Regions from separate parts of the Mus musculus genome. Here all the other regions are linked to region 1. The links are chromatin contacts, called in public Hi-C maps. All regions are on one chromosome and are shown on one strand. The core of a region is the stretch at or near the end of the contact, and the rest is flanking DNA. Distances in the headings are between cores, read along the strand shown. Region 1 has its middle 44 kb from the start of Gm41335. Region 2 has its middle 18 kb from the start of Gm30159. Region 3 has its middle 66 kb from the start of 4930449C09Rik.

What was found. Hi-C and Micro-C count contacts between places; a contact is called where the count stands out from the background.
Region 2: a contact with region 1 is called in a Hi-C map of the N1E-115 cell line, with 2.2 times the contacts expected there. The contact joins two enhancer-like sites. A contact is called at or near these places in 2 of 484 Hi-C or Micro-C datasets (the N1E-115 cell line and muscle stem cells).
Region 3: a Hi-C map of the N1E-115 cell line shows a contact between it and region 1, with 9 times the contacts expected there. The contact joins two enhancer-like sites. A contact is called at or near these places in 1 of 15 datasets of contacts at CTCF or cohesin (pro-B cells), 4 of 484 Hi-C or Micro-C datasets (the N1E-115 cell line, adipose-derived mesenchymal stem cells, muscle stem cells and 1 more) and 2 of 115 datasets of contacts at active chromatin or transcription factors (T-cell acute lymphoblastic leukemia and embryonic stem cells).

The regions. Positions count from the first base shown.
Region 1 is chr15:63,399,330-63,403,365 of GRCm38.p6, forward strand. No RefSeq gene overlaps it. Among named protein-coding and RNA genes, the nearest start is that of Gm41335, 44 kb to the left of the region's middle. Within about 2 kb of position 1,567, at least 29 of the 459 cell types and tissues checked have an H3K27ac peak or open chromatin away from gene starts, as enhancers often do. A contact at or near this core is called in the N1E-115 cell line, where this site is marked.
Region 2 is chr15:63,161,088-63,165,388 of GRCm38.p6, forward strand. No RefSeq gene overlaps it. Among named protein-coding and RNA genes, the nearest start is that of Gm30159, 18 kb to the left of the region's middle. Within about 2 kb of position 1,959, at least 37 of the 459 cell types and tissues checked have an H3K27ac peak or open chromatin away from gene starts, as enhancers often do. A contact at or near this core is called in the N1E-115 cell line, where this site is marked.
Region 3 is chr15:63,649,917-63,654,253 of GRCm38.p6, forward strand. No RefSeq gene overlaps it. Among named protein-coding and RNA genes, the nearest start is that of 4930449C09Rik, 66 kb to the right of the region's middle. Within about 2 kb of position 2,830, at least 38 of the 459 cell types and tissues checked have an H3K27ac peak or open chromatin away from gene starts, as enhancers often do. A contact at or near this core is called in the N1E-115 cell line, where this site is marked.

The DNA.
Region 1 (4,036 bases), core at 317-2,816:
CAGGAAAACATTTAAGGGTTGGATAGTTGGCTCAATAGTTAAGAGTATTTGCTACTTCTATAGAGCCCCTGGAGATGGCTCACATCACCCACATGGTGGTGACTGTAACTCCAGTTTCAGGAGATCCAACATCCTCTTCTGACCTCTACAGGCACCAGACATCCATATGGCACACATACATGAGGAAAAAACACTCACACATGTAATAAAATAAATTCTAAAAAATAAAATAAAATTAGTCAATTACTTCATTCAATCATTTTCACACCTGCAAGAAAGGCTGAGAAAGACCCTGTTAAAGATGCTTGAGGCTCCGTGGTGGGAAAGAGACACTGTCTTTTTTTCTGGTGGAAGTTACAATATAGTGAATCGAAATAATTGAGAACATTCTTAAGAATGAGTGTTGCAAACCAGAATTCCTGACACACACAGACACATCATCATTGGTGTAATGACTCGATTTGATATTTAAAACGATTGCACTTAAAAGTATTTTTAAGAAACAAAATGTCTAGTACATATTTAATGATCAAATAGAGAACTTAAAGGAACCACAACTTCCAGGCAATAAATCTAGTAAAAAGCCTAAGAGACATGCCAAGGACTATGCCAGGAATTATCTGTCTGATGCTTGTGATACCTAAAAGTGACTATTACTCCCATGTGGAAATCTGACTTTCCTTCCCTTCATATTCCTGCTGAGGCAAAAACTCAGGCAAAATCAGCAAGCAGTGGAGGTTGAAGTTTTATGGTGGGAGACTAAGCAAAGAGTCTACCATGAACCCTTGAGAGTCCCACAGAAAACTAGGGGTGGGCCTGGGAACTGGAATCAGGAATCCCAACTGCTACTTCCTGCTTCCAATCACCCTCCCAGGAGAGCTGCCCCCGCTGTGTCTGAGTGGAAGAAAGGCTGAGAGCATCCCTGAAAAACCAAGTTCTTTTCATAAATTCAGTCTTCTGGGGTGAAACAGCAGAAAACAAACAAAGGAACTGTGGGCTTTAGAAAGTAACATTTCCCTTTCATCAGCTGGAGGGCAGTGGCCAGAGAAAGAGACAGTAAAAGCAGCCACACTGCTTGCTGGCCACAGAAGACGAAGTCCCAATGTGCCTTGAACACTCACCCACCAGCTTAGGAGTTCTGTCATGCTCAGAATAACGTGGTTGTACAACAAGGGCTTCTGTTTCTCCCTAATGAGTTGATTATATCCTGTCAGAAGAGTCATAAGGCCATCAAATGTCAAGTCCATTTTCTCAAACATATTATTTTCATAGCAGCTGGGCCTGACTCACTCTCAAAACAGGGCATCCCATTGTTCCCTTCAACAGATAATGCTGGAGTGAAACTCAATTAAAAGAGAAAGGGAAGGGGCTTAGAGGACACATGATCCCGATTCATGCAAGTTTACAATTTGCTGTTTAGAAGCCAATTCTATTAGGATGGTTTGGTCACTTAGTTCACAATTAGTTCCTAATGCCGGAGGAAATAGACATGGAATGTGTTGTTCACCCCCAGGACTGTTTCTCATAAGGGAGGGAGGGCATGGTGTTAGTCACTGCCTGATGCTAGAAAGAGAAGGCCGGAAGTGAGAGATGTGAGTACTAACTCTAAGCATCCCAAGACAACCCTCTGACTATACCTGGTTTATCACATTCCCCAAAGACACAGATATAATATTAACACTAAACTTTACGAATCAGACAAGCAGAGTATTGGATACTCATATCCCAAATGGTTATGAGCATAGTGATGTATTAGACATACTAATAATTAGATCACAGTTGTTAAAAGAATAAGCAGCCTAAGATACCTATGACATGCTACAGAAAAAGTTCAATGAATGATAATTATTATTTTAATCATGATAACAAAACTGGAAATCAATGAAGAAAATGGCAGCCATGAATCAAGGACTGTGACCAAGACTCTGAAGCAGTGATTCTCAACCTTTCTAATGCTGCAACCTTTTAATGCAGCTCCTTACAGTGTTCTCATGATCCCCAACTATAAAATTATTTTATTGCTACTTCATAACTATAAGTTTGCTATGAATCATAATGAAAATATGTAACATTCAAGATATCTGCCCTGTGAGGGTCACGACCACAGGTTGAGAACCACCACTATAGGAGGCTGTGTGATCAAGAGTCATGAGTTCTGAAGCAAAAACCAAATAGTTGTCTCACATTTATATTAATTAATCTACTATATAGCAAGTTTGGCAACACAGACCGTCCAGTGATGATAAAAGAAAGTACATGTCCTACCTACCACCCAGCTCCTATCACCAAAATTGGTAACTTATCTGATCATTTGTTTTGACTTGTTTTCATTTTTCTGTAAGGTGCCAATACAGCAGGCAGATTTTAAAATATCTCTATGACTCCTAGCCTCTGTGCAACGTTTCTTATCACTGATGCAGTCAAATACTAACACAAGTACCACTGATGAGCGATTTCCATGGATACTGGGAAGATGACCCCAATATAAACAATTGTACCTTGTGTAAGCACAGAGTTTCCTGGAGCTGACATCTGAAAAGAAAGTCAGAGAGTGAAAACATGTTCTGACATACTGATGCTTGTTCGGAACTGAAAATAGATACAGAACAAGGAACAAAGAAGTCCACAGAAGCTGAAGACCTGCAGGAAAACAAGAGCTAGTTAGCAGTCCTATAATGACTAGATCTTACAATGAAATGAAATGTTTCCAACAGAATGGGTTTGGGACAGGATCTTTTGAATGCATCTCAATGTCAAAACCGTGGTGCTCTGTGCAAACTGAGACATGTATGACACAGTACACTTCTGAGCTGAAACGTGAGAATTAATTATTAGGTATTGTTTTAAGCCGCAAATTTTGTCATATATCAATAGAAAGCTATGAATATCTTGAGAGCTGCAAATGACAGAAATTTCATTAAGTTCTCTTGCCTCTGAACAAGACTGAGCTATCTAGCTAAGCCTAAGGACTCACTTACATCCTATGTCAAATATTGGCATGTGTGCACATATGTGCATTTATGCGAATGCGTGTACACACACACACACACACACACACACACACACACATCAGGCTTCTGTTCAAAATAGTTGGATAATTAAGGCAAAAAGTTACATATTTTATTTGAAGTAACTATTTACTTCCCCAATTCACTTTTTCTCAGCCTGTCATTTCTTCAGTGAGTATTCATTGAACAACTATCACGTGCCAGGCTACAAAGATATGACTTAGTTTACCAATGTAATGTTCAATGTTCAATGAGGTAGTAGGCTAGGATGCAGCGACAAAGCAAGCCTAGACCCTTAGACATCAAGGAAGGTTTCTCAGAGTTTGTCCCTTGTAGACGGAAACCTTAAGATTCAACCAGTCACAATAGATTGAAAGAGAAGATTATTTCCAGACAGATATATAATATCTAAACTTATCCAAACTTCTCCTAGAGTTCAGAGACTCTAAGAGTGTGTTCGGCATCCATCTTGCCAAGGAGGAGCGGAGAAGAGACAATGAAGAGGTAAGAAAATGACCTCATTTCTAGAGTAAGATCTTATTAAGGAGTTGAGAATTTTTCCTAAGTTCAGGGAAAACCCTAGAAATCAATAATGACCCCACTGGCCAAACAAACCCTATTTCAACAAACTAATGTCTGAAAAACTTGAAGAATCATTTAAAGAGAAATCTTCAGTGCTGAAGATAACAGATCATTCTTATAAAAATGTCAGTCATGAAGACTGATGGAATGACAGTCATGAAATGATAGGGACAGAGATGTGAGGATTATCAGCTCTGAGTTTTAGGTGTAGAAAGTAAAGAATCCTCAAAGAGATATCACCACCAGGCTTCTGCTATGGAGATGAGATGGGAAGGAATATCAATCAACAATAAGGGGACTGTAGCAGACCATCTGATTAGGGATAGGATGAAGGTGGAAGGTTTGGTACCAGATGTTTGCTTTAGGAATGGTCCTGCAGAGTGAGCTTATACAGCCAAAAGTGACAGCCACTCCTTAGTTTATATTGGACAAACCACTTCACCTCC
Region 2 (4,301 bases), core at 709-3,208, 240 kb before region 1:
GACCTACAGAAAAGTAAGACAATAAGGGAGCACTAGAAAATGCCAAATAAGTGTTAATTTTTTCTGGGACAAACAGAAAATTAGTACAGTGTTAAATGAGGTCATGCACACCACTAACCTCAGTATTCAGGACATAGGCATGGGGGAATCATGATTTTGAGAGGAGCACAAGGAATGGAGGGAGTGGGTAGAAGCTAAGAAGGAAGAGGAGGGAGAAGAGAAGGAGGGAGGAAAGAAGAAGAGAGGAAAGAAGAGGAAGGGAATAGCAATGCTTATACCCAGGGTTCCATAAAAACTGGACATACACATGTATGTATTAGAACAGAAAGGTGCTTTACAGGAGTCTAAAGTGATAGCACAAATATTCATATTAAAGGACTTTGGAAATTAGCAACGTATAGAAGGTAGACCTTATGGAAATGATCGTTTTTTTTAAAAGGCTTATGTAGTTAGAGAACTTGTGAACTAAGCAAAGCTGGATTAACTGGAATAGGTATCATCTTTTACAGATGCTGGTTTCACTGAAACATTGGCCTCTGTGCCACTGTTATACAACATAGAAAGAAATAAAGGACACATGCTCCACTATGTTCATAGCAGCCTTATTTACAACAGCCAGAAGCTTGAAAGATCCCAGATGTCCTTCAACAGAGGAATGGATACAGAAAATGTGGTACATTTACACAATGGAGTACTACAGAGCTATTAAAAACAATGAATTTATGAAATTCTTAGGCACATGGATGGAATTAGAAGATATCATCCTGAGTGAGGTAACTAAGTTACAAAAGAACACACATGGTATGCACTCACTGAATAAATGGATATTACCCCAAAATCTCAGAATACCCAAGATATAATTCACAGACTACATGAAGCTCAAGAAGAAGGAAGACCAAAGTGTGGAAGCTTCAATCCTTCTTAGAAGGGGTAACAAAATACTCATAGGAGCAAATATGGAGACAAAGTTTGGAGCAGAGATTAAAGGAAAGCCATCCGGAGACTCCCCAACCTGGGCATCCATCCCATATACAAACACCAAACTGAAACACTGTTGCAGATGCCAAGAAGTGCTTGATGACAGGAGCCTGACATAGCTGTCTCCTGAGAAGCTCTACCAGAGCCGGACAAATACAGAAGCAGATGCGCACAGACAACCATTGGACTGAGCATGGGATTCCCAAGGAAGGAGTTAGAGAAAGAACTGAAGGAACTGAAGGAGTTTGCAACCCCATAGGAAGAGCAATAATATCAACCTACCAGACTCCCCCCACCCCCATCCCCAGAGCTCCCAGGGACTAAACCACCAACCAAAGAGTACACATGGAGGAACCCATGGCTCCAGCTGCATATGTAGCAGAGGATGGCCTTGTTAGACATCAAGGGGAGGAGAGACCCTTGGTCCTGTGAAAGTTTGATGCCCCAGTGTATGCCATGGCAGGGAGGCAGGAGTGGGTGGGTGGGGAAGCACCTTCATAGAAGCAGGGGGAGGGAGGATGGGATAAGGGGTTTCTGGAGGGGAAACTGGGAAAGTGAATAACCTTTGAAATGCAAATAAATAAAATATCCAATAAAAAAAAAGGAGAGAGGGAAAGAGGGAGAGGGGAAGAGGATAGGGAAGGAGGGGGAAAGGGAGGGATCAATTCTCTCTTTCAGATATGTCTGTATTTCTCAAAAAGTGCAAAACAAAGGTTCTTATTGCTATCCATCAGAGACCCATCATCCTTACTCTGAGGACAGAGCATCCTTGAGCTCCAGATAACTGGGGTTGCAGAGCAAAGACACTTTATGCTCAAGGCTTACAGATAAGGTTTTGAGCCTCAGCAATGACACTGCTGCTCTCTACATGTGACAGCTATACAAGTATTTTTAGCTTTGCTCCAGAAAGGATGAGCATCAGCTCTGGAGTCACATGTCTTTTGCTACCACAAGCCAGGCTGTCATCTTCAGCGAAATGCTTTGCCTAAAACCTTCTCTCTTCACATCTGTGCAACTAGGAGAGTATGAGCACCTCACTCACTGGCTCTTGGCGAGGGTTAAAGAAGAGAATGGTTTATGAAGCACATTTCTTCTTGCCTGGCACTTGCTAAGTGCTAACTAAATGGTTGCAATTATAATTATTCATGTATTCATTCAAAAACTATGTATTAATCATCTTCTCTGTGCCAGGCATTGCTAGGCAATGTGAGAATACAAAGATGAATAAATGAGGAGTCCCTCTCCTCAAAACTCTCCCTGCATTATGTCCATATGTAACCTTTGCATTTATTCATGTATGTAAATCCTCGTCTGTGTGTGTGTGTGTGTGTGCCTGTGTACTCTGTACATTGGGAGTGCCCATGGCATGAATTCTGCACTCTGTGCAAATTGCAGTGAACAAAGTCCCGCTTTGAAACACAAGAGAAGGGTGGGGGCTGCTGATGTAGCCATCCATCTTTCTCCTCTTCAGAGGTGGGTGGCTGTTTGCTCTGGGAACACTGACGATATGACCATTAAATCATTTCAGAATGGTGGAGCTGGGAGGTCCTAGCAAGGCCTTCCCTCACACCCACCCTGTTCTGGCACAAAGAAGGGTGTTATACCTCATACACAGAAACAGGCAGGCCACAGGAAAAGGGCTCTTTGTGCCAAGTAGTTTTGCCCAGTCCTCCTCCAAGTGGGGAATCAAGAAACGATCCATCAGCCTGGTTGTCTGGGAGTACCGAACTCCTCGAAACAGACCTATTAGCTGAAAGGATAAATATTTACTCTGAGTTCATCTGAATAACCCAGAAAGGGAACTCTGGTTTTTGTCAGTAATAAAAACACTCCCACCTAAGTCTGGAATTAGAGCTTTTTGTCTTTAAATCTTCCCTGCCTAGAATCACTCAGACTTCCTGTGAAAAACTAGATCAGGATTTCCTCATGTCCTCCAGAGCAGCTGGGGTTGGGGGTGGTGGTGGTTGGGGGGGGCACAAAGGCAGGCAGGGGTCATTCTACATGGGGGGTATTTTCTTTTACTGCACAAGTATGTGTGGCCTCTGTTTGCCTCTTAGTACACAGGTAACTGAAATCTTTGCCCTCGGGAGAGAAGGTGCAGACCGTTCTCTTAAAACACTCCAAATGGTGAAACAAGAGATTTTAGATAAACAGTTTTCAGAGGACCCCATTTCCTGAGCTATGCTTTGATCACATGATGACACCAGCAGCAAAAACACTGTTGTTATCCTTCCAAGGAAGATGTTCCAGAAAGAACTATTGTCTGGCTCAGAAAGGGGAGGATTTGATGCCATGGGGGAGGAGGGGAGAGCCATGGAGGAGGCTTGAGTAGAAGGATGGAGGAGGTGGGACATGCATCCCACACCAGACAAGTCCAGGGTGTTTGCCACAAGCTCCAGCCCCACTTCCCCCTCTTATGTCCCCTCATCTCTTTTGCACATCCAACAGTGACCTGAAGGGAAAATGTGCAGATGCTAGAAGCCATGCCTTTGTCTTCAATCTCAAGTCCAGTTCAAGGTCTGGGGTACAAATGTTCTTCAGAAAACATCAAATGAATGAGAGTGTTCATCATGATCTCTCCTTCAACCCCTCTGACTTCTTACTTCTCTCTCTATATATATTATGGGGGTAATGATATCCCCCAAGATTGTATAAAAATGAAAATGAACACCTATGCATTGCCACAGAGCCTGGTGCATTATATGAATCTAAAAAGTGTTAGCATAAATCTTCATATTAAAGCACTAGAAAAAGGCAAGTCATGGAGCTAGATCATGTGAAAGTTGTCAGTTCAAAGGCAGTGTAGTTAGCAAATTTGCAAGGCTCAGTTAGCTGGGATAAGCAATCTATGCTGGAGATGCTCCAACCTCATGATGCCTGTTATAGAAGACTGCTGATTTTTACTGGAACTGAGCAGAAAGATGCCCTGTGCTCCCAGACCAGTTTGTATCTTATAGGATCAGAATACCATCAGTAAACAGGTAGAGACCAATGGAAAGATATTTCTCCATTATTAGCCTTACAATTAAAATACATTTGTGCCCTGTCACAGTGAGTCTGTTGTCTTAATCAAAATGATAAATAGATGAAAGACAACATTGCTGTCTCTAATGCAGTGGAGAAACTGCTATATAATTTCTTTGTATCATTTATTCCTACATAGTATAGACATAAATACTTAATTTGCTTTAGAAATAAAAGCAGTTTGTGGTGAATTAATTAATGGGGAAAATGTGATGATGAACCTCATGCACGTCTTTGGATGTGGACTTTCTCTCTCTTCCTCCTCAGTCTTACAGGTCATCAAGCTTCCTGGTTGGTGT
Region 3 (4,337 bases), core at 1,580-4,079, 250 kb after region 1:
CAAATGAAAGCAAGACCACGAGGTTGGAAAAATACATTGACTTGACCCCCTCCCCCCAAAAAAATCATTGCCCATTTAATTCTGGAGAAAGAAAGCTATTTAGAGATAGGCCAGTCCTGAAATCAACCTGTGTCCCACATGTACAAGTTCAAGTCCAAGTAGCTAACACTCAATCACATCGCAGCCACTTGCAGAGAAGTATAAGCCCAGAATTACAAGCCTCATGCAGATGGCGTTAGCCCAGGGAAGCCCCTCCTGTTAGCACAGGCTGACGGATAGCAAATCCTCCATAGCATCCTGGGGTCAGGTGCTTGGCTACAGCTCACTGTCTGATCATTGTTCACTCCATATCTCGTACCGAGCTGCAACCAGGAACTTGAACAGAGGTCAGACCCTGAGCCCTGCCAGAGTTTGAGGGGAAGTCCAGCATTTCGTATGGATTCCATGAGAATCTGCAGGAAACCTCCTGCCCAGCCCAAGTAGTGGCACTCAGATATCAAACTAGAGTGAGAGCAATAGATGGATCTAACATCTATTAGAAAGGACTGTCTTTGGGACAAGGGAGTAGCATCCTCTATCCCGGATCCACTTGTCCTTATAGGATGCATGAACACCCAGGATGTTCAGTCATTTGCACATCCCCACCCTCCTCAGCAGGGTTCCCGATCTCAGTACATAATAAGTACCTTTCCCAGGGGCAGCTCCAATACTAGACTTTGCAATGATCGGAGGTGAATAGAGCTCCCTGGACCCAGAAGGAAGGAAGGGGGCAATTTATTAGATCACACTGCTTTTGTCTTCGTTTGTTCATCCGTGCATTCATTCACAGAGAAGGACAGAGCTTGGCATCTGTGAGGCTAAGTGTTTAGAAGATCTAAATGCAACTTACCTACCTGCCATGCCCAGAGGGAGCTCACAAAATCAAATCCTGATCATGTTGAGGGAAGCATGTGTGGTGAGGAGGTGCGTTTTCTGAGCCTCGGTTTCCTTGTTTGCAACAAAAGGACATAGTACTTACGTGTTGTCTGGTACACTGCACAAATGTGAAAAATGCTACTAGTCCATAAGGCTAAAGAGCATAATTTTAAGGCCTGGCTACCAGCTCCTATCATGTGTGCTCAAGGATGTGAACTCTTATAAAGAGGATTTTTTTTCTGGGAGAAATATGAAAGAAGGAATTGGTTTTCCTTGCCATGTACAACTGAGAACAAAAGTGGGAGGAAGGGAAGAAACAGGCGCACTTGCTGGGCTGTTCACCATCATCAATGCATATAAGAAACATCAAGGTGAGAACAAACAAGGTACTGCTGTGTGACGGGAGGCAGAAGTCAGCCACGGGAAGAGTCTGCCAATAGGGCTACGCATTAGCTACAAAGGGAAATTCAGAGCCTTGGCAGCAGAGAAGCCTGGCAGAAAGGACCTTAGGCAAATAGCTCACATCACCAGTAATGAGGGAAGCTGGCATTATGTGTATCCACCATAGTGCTTGAAAAGACACAGTAGCCCTTCCACGATGCTGGGGCTAGAAATGCGGGAGTTGAATCTGATCACAAGGCATCGTGGGGAAAACTGGCTTGAGGAAGAGTCTACAACATACCTCAATCTGTGTCCTTCCAAGGTAGTATTGTCGCAAAAGACAGGAAGCTTTTCTGAGCTTAAGGAGGCTAACGAAACTCAAGTTTAATGTGGGACTCAGCTCCTCATTTTGGCATGATTTGTGATTGGGACATTAGTAAAACTCACATGAAATTCACAGATTAAAGGAACAACTTACCTCGCTTTAATGGCTTAATTGGTTGCAATCCAAGAATTGAATGAATATATATATATATATATATATATATATATGTGTGTGTGTGTGTGTGTGTGTGTGTATATACATATATATACATGTGTATATATATATATATATATATATATATATATGTATGTATATACACACACACTTTTGGCACTATGTCTAAAATATATTTTATATATGATATATACATATATGCCATATATAGACACATATGTATATGATACACATTTTTAAAAAACTTGGTCAGTTGCATTGGGAAAATTACTTATACTGTCCTCTTGGTTTTATATTGTCAGTATCAACAAAAGGGGTATGGTGTAGAAACCCCTAACCCCCACTCTGACACACACACACACATCAAAGACCAGCACAAAGCATACCAGAGTGTGAGGCCTGAGCTGAGTTTCTGTAAACCCATATATGCCATATGTGTCTCACACCTTTCTCATTTATCTTCAAGGCTTCCAGTGTCCATGATAAGATGGCAATGATGCAACATGGACTCATTTACTCATTGATGCCGTCCCATAACGACCCATCCACACTAGCTAGGGCTTTTAAGATGTACCCCCTAGGACCCACATTCCACATCTCATCTTCATTCCTGACAGTACAGCAGAATATCCCCGCTACTGCTACACACCATGCTACCACAGGTCGATCATGAACAAGCCAGAAGACAGTTTGGCCCCTCGAACTATCAAACTCTTTGTTGACCTGGACTCTTCTTGTGAAATTTAGGTCACAGGGTCAGCACCTATCTGTCCTACATGCCAGACCAGGGACCCAGATTGTCTGTGGCACCTACACAAAGCACAGATAAAAACAAAATCAATCTAGATCAGACTGCTGCCATTTTGGAAATTCATGGGCTGGACCATCCCAGTGAACGGACACAATGTTGTCCTCCACACCCAAATGGACCCAAGAACTAAATTAGAAAATGGAGACAAAAAGTTGTTTCCTCCTCTTAGCCGATTAGGACAATCTAAGGAAAGTGCAAGAGCGCCCCCTGCTGCCAGTATTTGGAATTGTTTGATTCACCCTGAACATAGTTCAGCTTCAAGATGTGCAGCCTGGAGGCTTGAAATCAAGCCTCCTGCTCCCAGTGCGCACATTTTTCAAACACTACGCACACAGCTGCCCTTAAGCCAGTACTTAAGACTTCACCTGCATTATCTCGCTTCATCCCTTGAACAGTCTCAGGGCCTGGCAGAACAGCTACCATTGTGGCCTCTAACAGACAATTTAAAACCAGCCATGTAAGATGGTGTATAAAGTTGCTTACTCAAGGTCAGAGAGACTCTTTTTTTTTTTAAAGTAGCTCCATCTTTAAAATATGACATTCCTCCAAAGGATCTCTTCTAAATCCCCTTGCATACATAACAACCTAAGCTATATGCTGTATCTCCTAGGTGCACAGGACTGGGGAGTGAGAATGGGGTTCAAAAGCAATCCAATGATGTGTGCCTTTGTAAATCTATACATTCGTTAATGCTGTTATTTTCTCCCATGAATTAACAATTTTTACTCTTCTCTTGCTAACATGTACCAGGATAGAAATGAGTATGGTATATGTGTGTCTTTGTAAATCTATACATTCATTAATGCTGTTATTTTCTCCATGAATTAACAATTTTTACTCTTCTCTTGCTAACATGTACCAGGATAGAAATGAGTATGGTATATGTGTGTCTTTGTAAATCTATACATTCATTAATGTTGTTATTTTCTCCATGAATTAACAATTTTTACTCTTCTCTTGCTAACATGTACCAGGATAGAAATGAGTATGGTATATGTGTGTCTTTGTAAATCTATACATTCATTAATGCTGTTATTTTCTCCCATGAATTAACAATTTTTACTCTTCTCTTGCTAACATGTGCCAGGATAGAAATGAGTATGGTATCCGAATAAAAACTTCTGGATTACAAAGCGCATAGATCCTACTCCAAGGGGTTAAGGTTCTCAAGTGGGAAACAGAGAAATCCAGTGTGATAAAAGAGCTTCTCTTCAGGGACCAGTGGCTATGAAGAGTAAGATAAAAAGTCCTATAAGCGTTTGTACCAACTGAACGATCGTTTCCTCAGAGAAACTATAAAGCTATCCTCAGCCTTCCTCGTAATGTTGACATACAAGAGTGTGTTTCTCTGTTGAATATACAATGAAATACTGTTTGTTCAAATTTGTGTTCTTTCCGCTGGACCCTCAAATGGCAATTGAGAAATGGAGACAGATTTTGTTTTCCCAAGGTGGCCTGGTACAACTCCCAAAATGGAACTTTGTGTCGTTAGAACAGTTGAGAGGATCGTAGAAAGATGGACCCAAATATCAGCCAGAGAATTAGACCAGAAAATGGAACCAAAGTACCTGTCAGTCCAAGGATGTAGTGGCACTACGTGTACACCAACTGGGAATGTTGTGGTCCCAGGGGAATTAATATGAGAACCTATGATTACACACACGTGGCTCTTCTCAAGGGGGGTCTGGGATTGGTGGGAAACAATGGGTTTTCATGTCTAATAGTCTGAGT